3 separate regions of the Sus scrofa genome follow, and regions 2 and 3 are each linked to region 1. Evidence: chromatin contacts called from public HiChIP or PLAC-seq data. All regions are on one chromosome and are shown on one strand. Each heading gives the region's core, a stretch centred on a gene start, on an enhancer-like site or on the middle of the called end of the contact. The rest is flanking DNA. Distances are from core to core; before and after follow the strand shown.

The links. HiChIP or PLAC-seq counts read pairs in DNA pulled down with a chosen protein or histone mark.
Region 2: an H3K27ac HiChIP or PLAC-seq map of alveolar macrophages shows a contact between it and region 1. The contact joins two enhancer-like sites. A contact is called at or near these places in 2 of 47 Hi-C or Micro-C datasets (embryonic fibroblasts and skeletal muscle) and 1 of 2 datasets of contacts at active chromatin or transcription factors (alveolar macrophages).
Region 3: an H3K27ac HiChIP or PLAC-seq map of skeletal muscle shows a contact between it and region 1, with 4 times the contacts expected there. The contact joins two enhancer-like sites. A contact is called at or near these places in 1 of 47 Hi-C or Micro-C datasets (embryonic fibroblasts) and 2 of 2 datasets of contacts at active chromatin or transcription factors (alveolar macrophages and skeletal muscle).

The regions. Positions count from the first base shown.
Region 1 is chr1:4,380,658-4,385,376 of Sscrofa11.1, forward strand. No RefSeq gene overlaps it. Among named protein-coding and RNA genes, the nearest start is that of QKI, 500 kb to the right of the region's middle. Within about 2 kb of position 1,829, at least 30 of the 83 cell types and tissues checked have an H3K27ac peak or open chromatin away from gene starts, as enhancers often do. A contact at or near this core is called in alveolar macrophages and skeletal muscle, where this site is marked.
Region 2 is chr1:4,853,594-4,858,312 of Sscrofa11.1, forward strand. The region is part of intron 1 of QKI (QKI, KH domain containing RNA binding); the gene reads right to left. Among named protein-coding and RNA genes, the nearest start is that of QKI, 27 kb to the right of the region's middle. Within about 2 kb of position 2,313, at least 1 of the 83 cell types and tissues checked has an H3K27ac peak or open chromatin away from gene starts, as enhancers often do. A contact at or near this core is called in alveolar macrophages, where this site is marked.
Region 3 is chr1:4,833,140-4,837,858 of Sscrofa11.1, forward strand. All of the region lies in intron 2 of QKI (QKI, KH domain containing RNA binding), which reads right to left. Among named protein-coding and RNA genes, the nearest start is that of QKI, 48 kb to the right of the region's middle. Within about 2 kb of position 2,657, at least 2 of the 83 cell types and tissues checked have an H3K27ac peak or open chromatin away from gene starts, as enhancers often do. A contact at or near this core is called in alveolar macrophages and skeletal muscle, where this site is marked.

The DNA of each region.
Region 1 (4,719 bases), core at 579-3,078:
ACATGGAAGGATAGGTTTTTGAAGAGTCCGGATTTAAAGCCCTGGAGGGAATTCCATGGAGCTTTTGGAAAGTCCTGATAGCCCCCTCTGGGAGCTTTAGGTGGACTCCTCTGGTCACAGAAGGACAGATGGTCAGTTTCTCTCTTGCCCAGATATTCTGAGGAGGAAGCTGGAGCTGGCGATCTCTGACCCAGAATCAGCAGGGTTACAGCAGAATTTGCTAACAACTTCAGGATGCAGCATTGAGATGGAAGATTTAGGAATGGAGAATTAATTTTCTCTCCCTCCTGAGTAAAGCAGCTCTCTTCCTAAAGCCAAGAATCTTTACAGAATGAATGTACCAAATGGAAACAATCCAGTAAGCACTTCATGACCCTAATAATTCTGACCACGTTGTTATGCCACATTTTGCAGTGGCCTAAATTAAACAGAAGAGAATCCACGTGACGCTGTGCTCCAGAGAACAAGGCTGGGGCTGTGCCAGTGGACCAGGGGCGGGGGGCGGGGGGTGGAGGCATTCTCTTCTAGAAGCTAACAAGAATAGAAAGGCTCCTGGAGTCTGAACTAAGAACAGTTTACTGGGTGTGAGCATTTTAGGTGATAGGATAAGTAGTCAGGGGCCTCAGAGACACAGAAGATCTGCATTAGACAAGAACACTTGCTTATTCAAAGGTAATCTAAACAATCAGAACTTTGGAAATATTTCAAACCGGGCATCCTGCAAAATTAAAAATTTCTCATTCCATTTTGTGTTTTCTGGTAAGGATCCCTTTTGCTCTGTCACAGTTACAAAATGATCAGTTTATGATCCCAAAGGAATATTTTTAAAGTAGGAGACTTCAAGAGAAAACCATATAATCCTAATAAAAATAAGATACCTTACTTTTCTGATTTTATGGGAAGGGTTTGTTCTCATAATATCTGTATATGACCAGGTCACTTTTTTTCCAATACAGAATCAATACTTCATTTGCCTACATTTGCCTCTTAAGTCTTATTTAAAAAAAACAAAAACAAAAACAAAAACTGCCAGTTGTTAAAACAAAGCATGTATATAGAAGCTAAGGAAAGCTAATCTCTATAATGTATGAATGAACCTAGGTCTAAACAAAGATATTGATAAGATTAGGACAAACACTCAAGATGAATTCAGTTCAAGATGAATTTTTAAAAAGGAATCACTAAGTGCTGTATCTCTCAGCACAGTTAAAAACAACAGTAAAAAAATATTGATAAGAAGTAGGCTTCAATTTTATATACTCTGGTAAATTTAGAATAAAATTGAAGTAAAATATTCTTCAAAACAGAACTCTTAGAAGAAAAGAGTAGATTTCCTACACTGATAGTCTACAAAGCACTTCCCAAAATATTCATAAAGTATCACACCATAAAGGTCCACAGCCGAACAAGTTTAGGGAAAATTCTGTGTGTTGTTTGAAATAATCTTTTCCTCTTAAAGGCTCTGAGAAGTTCTGCAAGAAAGAATCATGTTTTATTGTATTTAATTCACCATTTTCAAAACGTTCTTAAGGATAAGACACCATTTCTTCCTGCATCTCTGAAGAATATTCCTCAAGAAATACTAATCTGAGAAACAGTCTGATTTAAAGAGATCAGAGTCTCTGTGTTTATCACCCAAACTTTCAAAAGGACATGACGAGCTATTGAAAAACATTCCTTGAGATATTAACTCTTGCTGTTAGTCAAAAGCATGTCATCCATTTTTTTTCACAGCATAGGTTATAATTTGACCTCCTGGTCTCCCAGCTCTCTAGAGACCCTCACGTTTTCCCTGGCAATCCAGTCCCCAGAAATTCCAGCAGGGGGCTCTGTCTGCTAGTGCTGACCCTGAAGGACCTGAAGGCGGTTCAAGGTTAAGATGTCTCAACGACTAACAAGCTGGAAATGTCATCTGGCCTGTTAGGACACAGCATTACAAAAGTATGATCATGGTTCAAGAATGTTGCCATGAGAGAAATCAGTGCTCAGAATTTTATTATTAGGTGTTGCCATGTGTACATTTTCAAATATAGCTAAGAGGTCCCAACAGGGGAAAAAACAGAAACCAAGGAGTATTTTTATAAAATAAAATATAAAATAATTATGACTTATACTGAAAACAATTTCAAAAACTTAAAAGTTTCCCTACGCGATTGGCAACTCAAGGATGCTAGAGTTCTATCAAAAATAGTGCAGGAAAAAAACCCAAACTGTGAAAGTAAAACTGAAAGTCCGTGACATAAGTGACTCATACTGAGATGGACAAATACAACTCTTTAAAAATAATCTCCCCAAAGGAAGGAAGCACAAGGGTACATTGGCGAAGTTCACGTCCGTAATCTAGGTTATTTTCTCTTTTCCCATCTTGCCCTCCCCATCTTCCCCCTCAAAACAGTGTTTTAAACACTTACAAATTAGGTTATAAAGAGATAAAAAAAAAACTTCTGATTCTAACGGAAAGCAGCACCACTTTAGCCAGAATAGTGGGAAAGATGACAAATAAAGTACCCTGACAAGAGGGTCAGAAATAAAAAACAGACTAAGTGGACACACAAAGCTTTTCACTCTTGCCTTAGGCACCAGAGAGGGTGGCTGCTTGGAGGGGTGTTTATTTCCACTGGGAAAGAAATCTGTAGCACGGCAGGTGCAAGTGGCTAATAAATTATGACATTTGCAGGAGGGTGGAACAATTTATTCCTTCCCAAGCCTCAGGAGAGTTTGTGTGTAAAACACCCTCACATGTGCACACACACACACACACACACACACACACACACAACATTTCACCAGTCAAGCAGTCAAACCTTTACCATTCCTTTAGTGAAACGCCAAAACTCTCTCTGTAAAGAAACTCTATATGAGACAAGGGCACTGCACTCTCATTTTCCCATAAATGTGGATGCTTCTGAGAATGAGATGGTTTTCATCCAGCATTGTGATTTCGTTATAAGTCAGTGTCATGTAAAGATGTTTCTCCCACATACTCTATACTCTCCTGGATTTCATTTTGTCCCAGGGAAGTGCTTGTTGGAATGAATGCTACATGTATACTGTAAACTGTGTGCCAAAGGCAGACTGGGGAAAAAACAGCATAACTTAAGAAAATAATAACATTTTCCCACAAAGGGACCTTTCCCTTTCACCTTTCACTGGAAAACGTGGCCATGGGGAGAGGGTTCCACTGCTCTGAGCCTTCCTCACCCAAGGAAGGTTGGCTGTTTCCAGCAGCCAGCATGAGGATCTGGGTGGAATAACAGCGTCCTGCTGAAAGCGAGGAGACAGAGCCACAGAGTCATCAGAAACCCACATCTGCCACTCCCCAGACCCACAGCCCATCCAACCCAGCACGGAGGGCTCGGAGACCAAATCCGATTCTCTGGAGTTTAGGTCAAAGAGTTAGTGGCAACTAAGAGCTAAAAGCAAGTTGCTCCATAGACGCAGACCACCCCAGAGTTTTCAGACAGAAGTGTCCTAAATATCTAGCAACATGGAGCTCCTGTTGTGGCTCAGTGGTAATGAACCTGACTAGTATCCACGAGGACACAGGTTCAATCCCTGGCCTCACTCAGTGGGTTAAGGATCCATGTTGCCATGAGCTGTGATGTAGGTTGCAGACACAGCTCAGATCCCGTGTTGCTGTGGCTGTGGCTGTAGCTCCGATTCAGCCCCAAGCCAGGGAACTTCTGTATGCTAACGGTATGGTCCCCCAAAAAAGAAAAATATATAAATACAGATATTCTGGCAAATATTTAATATTAATCCAGGGAATAAAATTGCGATTTGTAGAATTTTCCAACATCTGTAGTATAAACACTCCAACCATGGCCAATTTCAAACCCCATGTGAGGTCACTGAGTACAGAGTTGGGAAGAAATACATAACTTGACCATTGGAGCAGGTGGGAGTGCCCTCCACACAGCCCAAAAGGCCCAGAGAAGGTTAGGCCACTAAGATTTCCAGCGGGCTCCAGACACCAAGGTCAGGGAACTTGCTTAAAACACAAAAATAATTCGGTCTAGGAATCTTTGGCCTCATGCTGGAATTGCTCCTCTTTATCATGAATTAGAATGTGTTTAAACCGATTTCAAAACAGCATCTTGATGTTGGTTAAATCCCACAAACAAAACTATTTTGCCTTTAAAAAATAGTTTTAACGGTCTTTAAAAAAAAAAAAAGCTTTTCCAATGCAAACCGTAGACAGTCTCGCTCAGTCATTTTCACAAGGATTTCGCTAAAGGCGCTATTTAGGAATATGAAAAAGACAGCCCAGCCATTTATACCTGTGCATTTTGGGGTCATGGGCATAATTTGGGCAAGTATTTGCATCATTTTTTGCCCCACCCCTCTGCCCTGCTCCCTGATTTATAACTTCACCTTTTCCCCTGTGATTTGCTCTCATGGATCAGAAATTTTACAGACTAAAAGGCTGGGAGACATGGGTGCTGAACAGTAGGTGGTGGGGCAGGAAAATCAGTAGGAACCACCAGAAGCTTCCGGAAGCCCTGCCTACTTACCAAAAACAGTGAGCTGGTCTAAGGTACATTTTACCGCCATGGAAAGATGAGATTTCTTCTCATGACCCGAAGCCTTAGAGCTCTTACATGGCCATGAACTTCAAAGCATTTGCATTTCTTAAGGCTCTTATGTGCTTAAATATGGGCCCTACTGAGGATGAAATATAAGGGTAATAAGAAAGAGGCATCATGAATAAAAATATCT
Region 2 (4,719 bases), core at 1,063-3,562, 470 kb after region 1:
CAGAGTTCCCATTGTGGCTCAGAGGGTTAAGAACCTGGCTAGCAACTATGACGATGCGGGTTTGATCCCTGGCCTCACTCAGTGGGTTAAGGATCCAGTGTTGCCACAAGCTGCAGGGTAGGTCAAAGGCTGATGAGGCTCAGATCTGGCGTGGCTGTGGTATATAGGCTGGCTACTGCAGCTCTGATTTGACCCCTAGACTGGGAACTGCCATATGCCGCAGGTGTAGCCCTAAAAAGAAGGGAAAATTTTTTAAAAAATTTTTTATTAAAGTATAGTTGATTTACAATATTGTGTCAATTTCTGCTTACAGCAAAGTGACCAAGTCATACATAAATACATTTTTCCTCATATTATCTTCCATCATGTTCTATCACAAGAGATTGGATATAGTTTCCTGTGCTATACAATTAAAAAAAAAAAACACATGCACTTCAAACCCTCCTTAAAAATTAACATGGAAAAAGATTAAAATCCATAAAAATGACCTTTCTGCAGAAAGTGAATCTAAGTACTGCATGCACAAAGGGAAAAAAAGCACTAGCCTTCAGTTTACACAATCTGGATTTTAATTCTGACTTTCTGCAAAACATAGTTGTGCAGCTTAAACTTAACCCTCTGGGTCTTAGTTTCCTACTCTGTAAAATGAGATTAGACCAGATCACAACTAGTTTCTTCTAGTTCTAAAAGTTTATCAATTAGGAATGTACCTTCCTGTTTCTTCAGAGAGAAGCCCATTCTGTGTTCCCTCTGTATCAATATCCCACGAAAAAAGAGCATATAAATACAATGACCAATTGAGAGAACCTCAGACAATCCTACTCTTTTCAGAATTACACATTCCAAAATGTCAAACTACTGGGCACCAGGACTCAGGTTGGTTTGGTTTGGTTTTGGTTTGGGTTTTTTTTTTTTTTTTTTTTTTTGCTTTTTTTAGGATCACTTCTGAGGCATATGAAGTTTCTGGGCTAAGGGTCAAATCAGACCTGCAGCTGCTAGCCTACACCACAGCCACAGCAACACAGGATCCAAGCCACATCTGAAACCTACACCACAGCTCTCTGCAATGCCAGATCTTTAACCCACTGAGCGAGGCCAGGGATCAAACCCACATCCTCATGGATACTAGCCAGGTTTGTTTCTGCTGAGCCACAATGGGAACTCCCCCTAGGACTCAGTTTAAATGATATTTTTGTAAAGCACTAAATCCTCATGTAACCAGGCTCTACATATTTGTATTTGGAAAGGTGACACTGTCTCTATGTATTTTATTCTCTTCAAACTCCAAATCCCTTAGGGCTTTAAAAGGAATTTGGTAAACCAGAGTGAAAATGAAACAAGATTCCCAAAACGTTGAGGCAATTATGTCTGTGTAAGGGGGAGAGATGATGTACTTTTCCTAGCTAACAATTTCTTTGATTTTTAATTATCCTTTTCAACTGTATTCCAAACTCCACCTAAGCTCAATGCAGGAAAAGCCTAAGATATGTAATCACACAATTCATTTTATTTGAGCATCACCTAATTCCATAAACTAAAGCAAATGAATGGCAAATGACATTCACAGATGTTACAGCAGCTCAAATACAAGAGAAATCCCTCATACTAGGAAAAAGCTAGGGAGAGGTTTTTTTAAGCCATAATAAACAATCTACAATACACAATATTCAGAAAAGTCCTTTTATAGCAAGTATTAAGATTGAATTAAAAAATAAAACTCGGAGTTCCCATTGTGGTCCGGCAGAAATGAATCTGACTAGGAATCATGAGGTTGCAGGTTCGATCTCTGGACTCGCTCAGTAGGTTGAGGATCCGGTGTTGCCGTGAGCTGTGGTATAGATCGCAGATGTGGCTCGGATCTGGCGTTGCTGTGGCTGTGGTGTAGGCCAGCAGCTACAGCTCCAGTTAGACCGCTAGCCTGGGAACCTCCACATGCTGCAGGTGTGGCCCTAAAAGGACATAAGACAAAAAAAAAAATAAATGAAACTTTCATCTTTGTAACAGAAGCAATATATACAGCACCCTCAAATTCAACATAACTGGTACTGAAAATATTATTTTAATATGGTAAACAATATGATCCCCTTTAATTAAACCCAAGCTGTTTTACTTTACAAAGAACTGGATTCAGGAAATCTAGAGTTCCTGCTATGGTGCAGTGGGTTAAGAATCCAATTGCATGGGCTCACGTCTCTGCAGAGGCGTAGGTTGGATCTCTGGCCCGGTGCAGGGGGTTAAAGGATCTGGTATTACCACAGTTGTAGTGGAGGTCACAGCTGCAGCTCAGATTCAGTCCCTGGCCTGGGAACTTCCACATGCTGTTGGTGCCAGCCATTAAAAAAGAAGAAAAGAAACCGCAATCTAAGTAACATTACATATGCTACTGGCAGAAGTCCATGTGCGACATTTTTACTGACTCTTAAAGTATACATTCTACTGTCACATAACAATGTTCTTGGAAAATATTTTAATGTGAGCTTTTTAAATGCCAGACACAGCACTCTTTCTGGGATTATAAAACTTTAATTCATTACAATGGAAGCTAAATTGCTATCATAGATAAATATTACCAATATAATCCAGCAAAAGCCCTGGTTGAGGACATTCCAGACAAACCCTCTCCCTGAACTCCAAACACCTGTATCCAACTGCCTTCTAAATATGTAACCTTAACACATTCAAAATCAAACTCATCTATGCCTCAAACCTGTTCCTCCTGATCTCAGAAAATGGCCAATCTGTTCTCTCACACATCACGTTCAAACCACTGGCAAGTACTATATACTCACTTAGCTTTTAAAATATATCCAGAATCTCACTTCTCACCCCTTCATCCTCTGCCACCCTAGTTCTAGCCTCAATCATTTCTCACCTTGTCAGTAACTAAAATAACCCTCCTGGTTTCTCTGTTTCCACCACTGCCCCTGTCAATCTATTCTCTATTTTTCAGAGTTAGCCTATCAACTCTGATATGTCACTGCTCTGCTCAAAACCCTCTAATAGAGCTATTTTCAAAATTTCTGATCTCAGGACTCCACGATTAAAATATTACTACAAGAAGTCTAAAGAGTATGTGTTTGTAAGGTTTATATCTATTAGCACTTACTATAATAGAAATCAAAATTGCAAAGTGTTTAAATTACTTTCGATTCACTTTTAAAAACAGTAAACCCTATTACATGTTATAGAAAACTTTTTATGGAAAATAATATATTTTCCAACATAATAGAATAGTGAGAGGCAGTTTTATATTTTTGCACATTGTTTAAATGTCTTTCTTAATAGAGAAAATGGGGTTCTCCTATCTTCTTCTCAATTCAATCTGCTGCGGTATCACATAGTACATAGCCTCTAGAAAACTCAAACACTCATGCAAGAATGAGGGTGAAAAAGTCAAATAACATTATCATGAAAATAACTCACAAACTCCCAAAGCCAGATCACATTTAAGAACCACTGCTCTGATTTCCCACTGCAGTTAGTGTAAAGGCCCAGGTTCTGACAAAGCTCTATGAGGGCCCACAGCACCCACAAAGGCTCCCCTTCACTCTCCCCTCATACCTTCCTGACCTACTCTTCTAACTAATCTACCCATCCCTCATTCACAGCTACAGCTGCACCCACACAAGGAACTGAGGGTCCTGACCTCACAGTTTTACACCGACTCGACTCTCCCCTAGAAAGCTATTCATTCTCCCCAGAGAGCAGCATGGCTCACTCTATTATCTTCTTCAAATCTCTGCTCTAATGTGAATTTCTCAACAAGGCCCACTCAGATCTCTATTTAAAACTGCAATTTGCCTCGCCACCTCCAATCCACCCAGAATGCTACGATACCCTTCATCCTGTTCAATGTATTCCCATAACTCATATTGCCTAGTATAGCACAGAATGTATTTAATTGCTTACTGCCTATCTCCTAACAAAACAATGTAAACTCTAAGAGTGAAGACAGCTTTATTTTTGCCATTTGCTATATTCCAAATATCTAAATCCTTGAAAAAAAACATCATTTGAACAAACATTAGGGCTCTTAGCACAAAAACACACAAAGCTACAAAACATCCCTGAAACTTCACTAAAGCCTCAACAGGTTATTTGCTTGACAATTTACTCCTCTTCCCTTTAAAGTAACAGGAATGTGCCTCTTCTCAAAAGGGCTTTCTCTCTTTATTCGGGTTTTGTGAGAATCTAAAACACTTGGATAATGACATGTTTATTACATCAACGTTAAATTTCTCTATCGTATTGTAGATCAAATGAGAAGATAAAATGCACAAGCAACTAAATATAATTGGTTTTAGCTTAAAAACAAAAAACAAACAAAAAAACACCTAACCCTAAGGGAAAGGCTGCCCCTTCCAGGACAGCACCAAAGGAGTTGTACTAATTCACTTCTCTTGAGATTTTTCCATAACCTCCATATTTACAGTCTGCACAGTTTTGATCAACCATTCAAAGCATATTTAGTAAAAATTTTAAGAAGACTTTAAATTTTATTTCTTAAAAGTACAAACTGTTTATAAAGTGGATTAGCCTGAATAAAGTATAATCTGAGTTTATTTTAACTTCTTTTACTAATCCATGGTACGATACAATGGTTTTCATATATGTATTCAACAAATATTTTTGTACATCTACCATGAACTAGGCATTGGCCAAGGCCCTAGGAATACAGTCATGTGCAAAATAGACATGGTCCCTGCTCTATCAGAAACT
Region 3 (4,719 bases), core at 1,407-3,906, 450 kb after region 1:
GATTTTAGTTAGATATCTTACAAACCTTACCTCATATCATATAACCAATTTAGGAGGTATGAAACACACACATACAAACGTATATTGATAAAGTCTTCCACTTAGCAGATGATCAAAAATGGCCACCTCTACTTTAGTCAACACTCGTAAGCCTATCTTATGCAAGTGTCTAAGAGGAGAGAAGAGCCATGACTAGTCTAGTAATACAATCGTTTTTAATTAAAAGTACCAGAATACTCTGATTTGATTTATTGTTTTAGTGACTTACCATAACAAAGGAGGAAACGTTAACAATGTAGATTAAATTTAAGTTTGCTGTGTCTGAAGTCACTGTGAATAGGACAGTGTTTTTCCTGTAGCAAAACCATGATCCAATCAGCTAATAAACTGCTCTGGTCACTTACGAACAAATAAACTTTTGATATATGTCTTTGTGATTCTCACTTTCATCTACTCATTAGCATAAATGAAATACCAACCAATATTCATGTCAGAACTATACTCGTTCATCAACTAAAACCAGTTTGTTCAGGCTTATAATAGTTGAGAAAAAGAATCAAGGAAACTATTATGCTTTAAAAAAGAAAAAAGAATAAATATATCAAAATGTCTCCTACTTTCTGGGGAGATGAATATCCTTTCTCTAACTTTATATTAATTCTAGATAAGCAGCCAAACATGTCTTACTATGCTGCATAGTAATTATGATAGGAATCACTCTGCAAAAACCTTTCATATATTAGGCCTTTACACCCATCTTCTGTTCATGGCACACGGCTATCTAAGAAGACGCTTTTACACCCAGAAGATGTAAAAGTGAAGAAGAGTAACCAATAATAACCAAAATATGAAATCTGTGGCATTTGAAATTGGATATCCTAACTTATGTCAAATCTTCATCCTTTGAGTACAGATACAATAAGAGGCTGAAACCATTCAAAACAAACTCAGATGAATAACATGATGATTACCCTTCTAGAAGCTAAGTAACAAGTACTTAGAAAAACAAAAAATTATTTAACCAATTAAAATTAGAACATTAAAACAATGAAAGCCAACAAGGGTTTTACGACACAAAGAGATGACAATATTTTTGACAGTGTAAGGTACAAACACAAGGCCCTTTAAGAAATCCCTAACCTTCAAACCTTTATCTTTGCTATTACCCTTTTGTTCACACACATGTTCACAGGTACCTCAAATTTTTCGTTCCCTGTAACATTTTTCTTTCTCCTTCCTTCCCACCAAACATGTCAAATCCTCATCACAGTGTATTGAGCTCAAGTGTTCCTTCTGTGATATCTGTGTGTTCTCTTGATTCCTAATGACAGTTCTTTCTTCTTGCAAAGTAAAGATCTCAGAATACTTTGTACCCACTTCTTACAGCCCTCTGCCACATAGTATGCAATGATCTGCATGGTTTTTTGCAGGGTATTCCTTGAAGTCAGAAACCAGCATCTCTTTTTTGTTTGTTTGATTTATCATCTACAGTGCCTCACACATATACAGCAGAGAAGAAACATATATATTGATTGTTGGATAATACAATTTAAAAGGGTTCACAGAAATCACACAATGATTTTTAATTCTCAGTAAAAAGTTCAATCACTAGATAAATGTTATAGGCAGCATAGGAAGCACACACATTTCTTTAGTAAGAACACACCAAACAAATTTCCTAAATGGTGAGCCTGACTGATCTCAGGATAAATTCTAAATGACAGAGTCAATGATGTCACAGAAACAAAATCACTATTATTTCCACTTTCCATTTCAATACGGAACTATCATGAGTGCAAGGACTATGTCATTCAACACATCTTAGGTGTTGACTAAGCTGAAGTATGTTTTATTACGAGCCTTCCAGTAAAAGCCCAGTTCTATGCTTGGCACTTTACAGGCATTAAGTCATTTAATCCTCACAACACTAGAAGGTATTTACTATTGTCACCCACATTTAACACCTGAGAAGTTACAAAAGTCGTCCAAATCCTAGAACACCTAGACTGAATAGAGTTCAGACACTTAATCAGTATATCATGCCTCTCTTCCAAAGCCCTTCAACACACACCCTGATCATACCAGATACACATATTTAGTTTTCTCATTCTTGTTAATCATTCAAAACGTTTAGTACAAAGTTTATAAAAACCCTCTTCAGATTCAGATCTACTTTCAGAATGAGTGCAATTATATTTTGATAATTTCTTTTCTAACTACATCACAAAAATTATTACTACACTACTTTCACAAAACCACACCTTACTTTTGCAATATTTTCACCTGTCTTCTCTTGATTGGGATCACTGAGCTGATAATCAACACATACATCTTTTTGACCTTAATTGAACTTTTTATATGAACGAAAAAAAGTTTACGTGATTATTATTTCATCCACATAATTCAACAAATATGTGCAACGGGGGCGGGAGGGGGGACACACATACGAATACAATTATCTGAGTCAAGACTGAGCTTACAAGTATTATCTCAGACTCCTGGAAATCAAATACATAAGCAGTTCTGACCAGAGATTACAAATATAATCTAAGGCTCTTTGAAATTGATAACTTAAGTTTTGCTGCATAACTGTCAACCTCATACACTGTTCCAAAAGACTAATTCAGCTCTTAAAGAGATCTGCTCTTTTTGGCACAAATTTTAGTTACATCTGACTGACTTACTGGTAAGTGGCTTTTATTACCCTGCTTCAATGATCCTACGTTTTAAAAACAACTCAGTTTACAGCAGTTTTTAATTACTACATTCTGTTAGCCAGGCACAAAAACAGGTGATCAAGCTCCAGTGACACAACACCCCATTTCATCTGTCCGCTGTGGAAGGGGCGGGGTTAGGATCAGGAAGATTTTGTTACTGACTGCTTCACTCACATCCAGGAGACACTGCTCTCTCAAGACGGGCCAAAGACAGATCGGCACCTTGAGATTTCCTTTAATATCTACCAGAAACACACAATAAAACTTAGAAGCAGGTGTCTCTCCAATTTTTGTATTATATTCCTGTGGTTATTTCAGTGAGAATCTTAGAGATATGGAGGTTGATATCTGTGATTAGGCTTCCAACTGATTCTATAAATCCTTTGTAACAAGAATGTTAAAAAAGCAAACCCTAACAAATTCTTTTTGGTGAAACTTTCTATCTCAGCTGAGCCTGGAAAACATTTGCTTACAAGCACTAATTCTTCCCTAAAAACTAACTCCATCTTTTAATTACTTCTTCTAGACAGTAGTCCTTTTTAATATCAAAATATATTACTTACAAAAGCAAGCATCCACATTTTAAGACTCTGGGAAGGCTTATTTTTGAAACTGTTTAACTTTGAAAAAACCTGAGCTAAACATATTTATTGTTTTCAGACTGTCTTTAAATTCTTTTTGGAATAATTTCTATTAACATCCTAAGAAACTGAGTATATTTCAGACCATATAGAGCCTATTAAATATTTGGTACCGACAGGCCCTCAAGGTACTCTTGCAGAGAGAAAGGAAACTTCACAAAGAAACTGACCTTCACTAAATTGATCTGTTTAAAATTCTAAGTTAACAGTAACAGTTCTCTACCTAAAACTTGAAAGATATGCTCTGTATTATCAAATTGTACTGCTAAAAACACTCTAATAGGTCAAAATATAATCTGAAACACTTCACAACTTCATTCAATAAAAATATGTATCCAACCTTCTTCAAATCAACAATCTATCTTTAACAGTTTCAATTTCCTATATAAACTATTGAAGAAGAGAGAATAAAACAAAATATTTCACTTAGCTAAGATCATATCCTGGCAAAAATTCAAAGCTTAACCCCTAGGTACTGAGAAAGAGATTTTGTACATCATTAAATTTTGACTTAATGTCCATTTGTTTTTTTAGAAGAACAAAAATCAAAGTAGTCTATATATCAAGTTTACACAGAGAAAGTAGTTTACATCTTATAACATGATAAGAAATTCCAAGAGTCAAAGCAACAAAGGCCCAAGTGGCGATAACCAACTGCATGGACCCCTTTTCTTTTCTCAGAGCTCCTCTAAAACAAATGTCAGTTCAACAACCAATCTGCAGGTGACAATCTTGAGAAACAGACAACCACTAATAAAAGCAAATATTAACTCAGAAGCTATGATGAACCAAATTTTATTTGCAAGCCCAAGAGAAATAAAATGAAAAGAAACTTAAATCCACACACCAACAGTCAACTAATCTATGACAACGGAGGCAAGAATATACAATGGAGAAAAGACAGTCCCTTCAGTAAGCAGTGCTGGGAAAACTGGACAGCTACATGTAAAAGAATGAAATTAGAATACTCCCCAACACAATACACAAAAATAAACTCAAAATAAAGACTTAACCAAACACTCTGACATAAACCATACCAATATCAGCTCCAAGAGTCAAGACAATAAAAATACAAATAAATAAATGGTACCTAATTAAACTTAAAAGTTTCTACACAGCAAAGGAAACCCCAAACAAAACGGAAAAGACAACCCACAGAATGGGAGACGATATCTGCAAATGAAGCAACTGACAAGGAATTACTCTCCAAAATACATAAACATCTCCTGCAGCTCAATACCCAAAAAAACCAAACAACCCCATCAAAAAATGGGTAGTAGATCTAAACAGACAATTCTCCACAGAAGACATACAGGTGGCCAAAATACACACAAAAAGATGTTCAACATCACTAATTATTA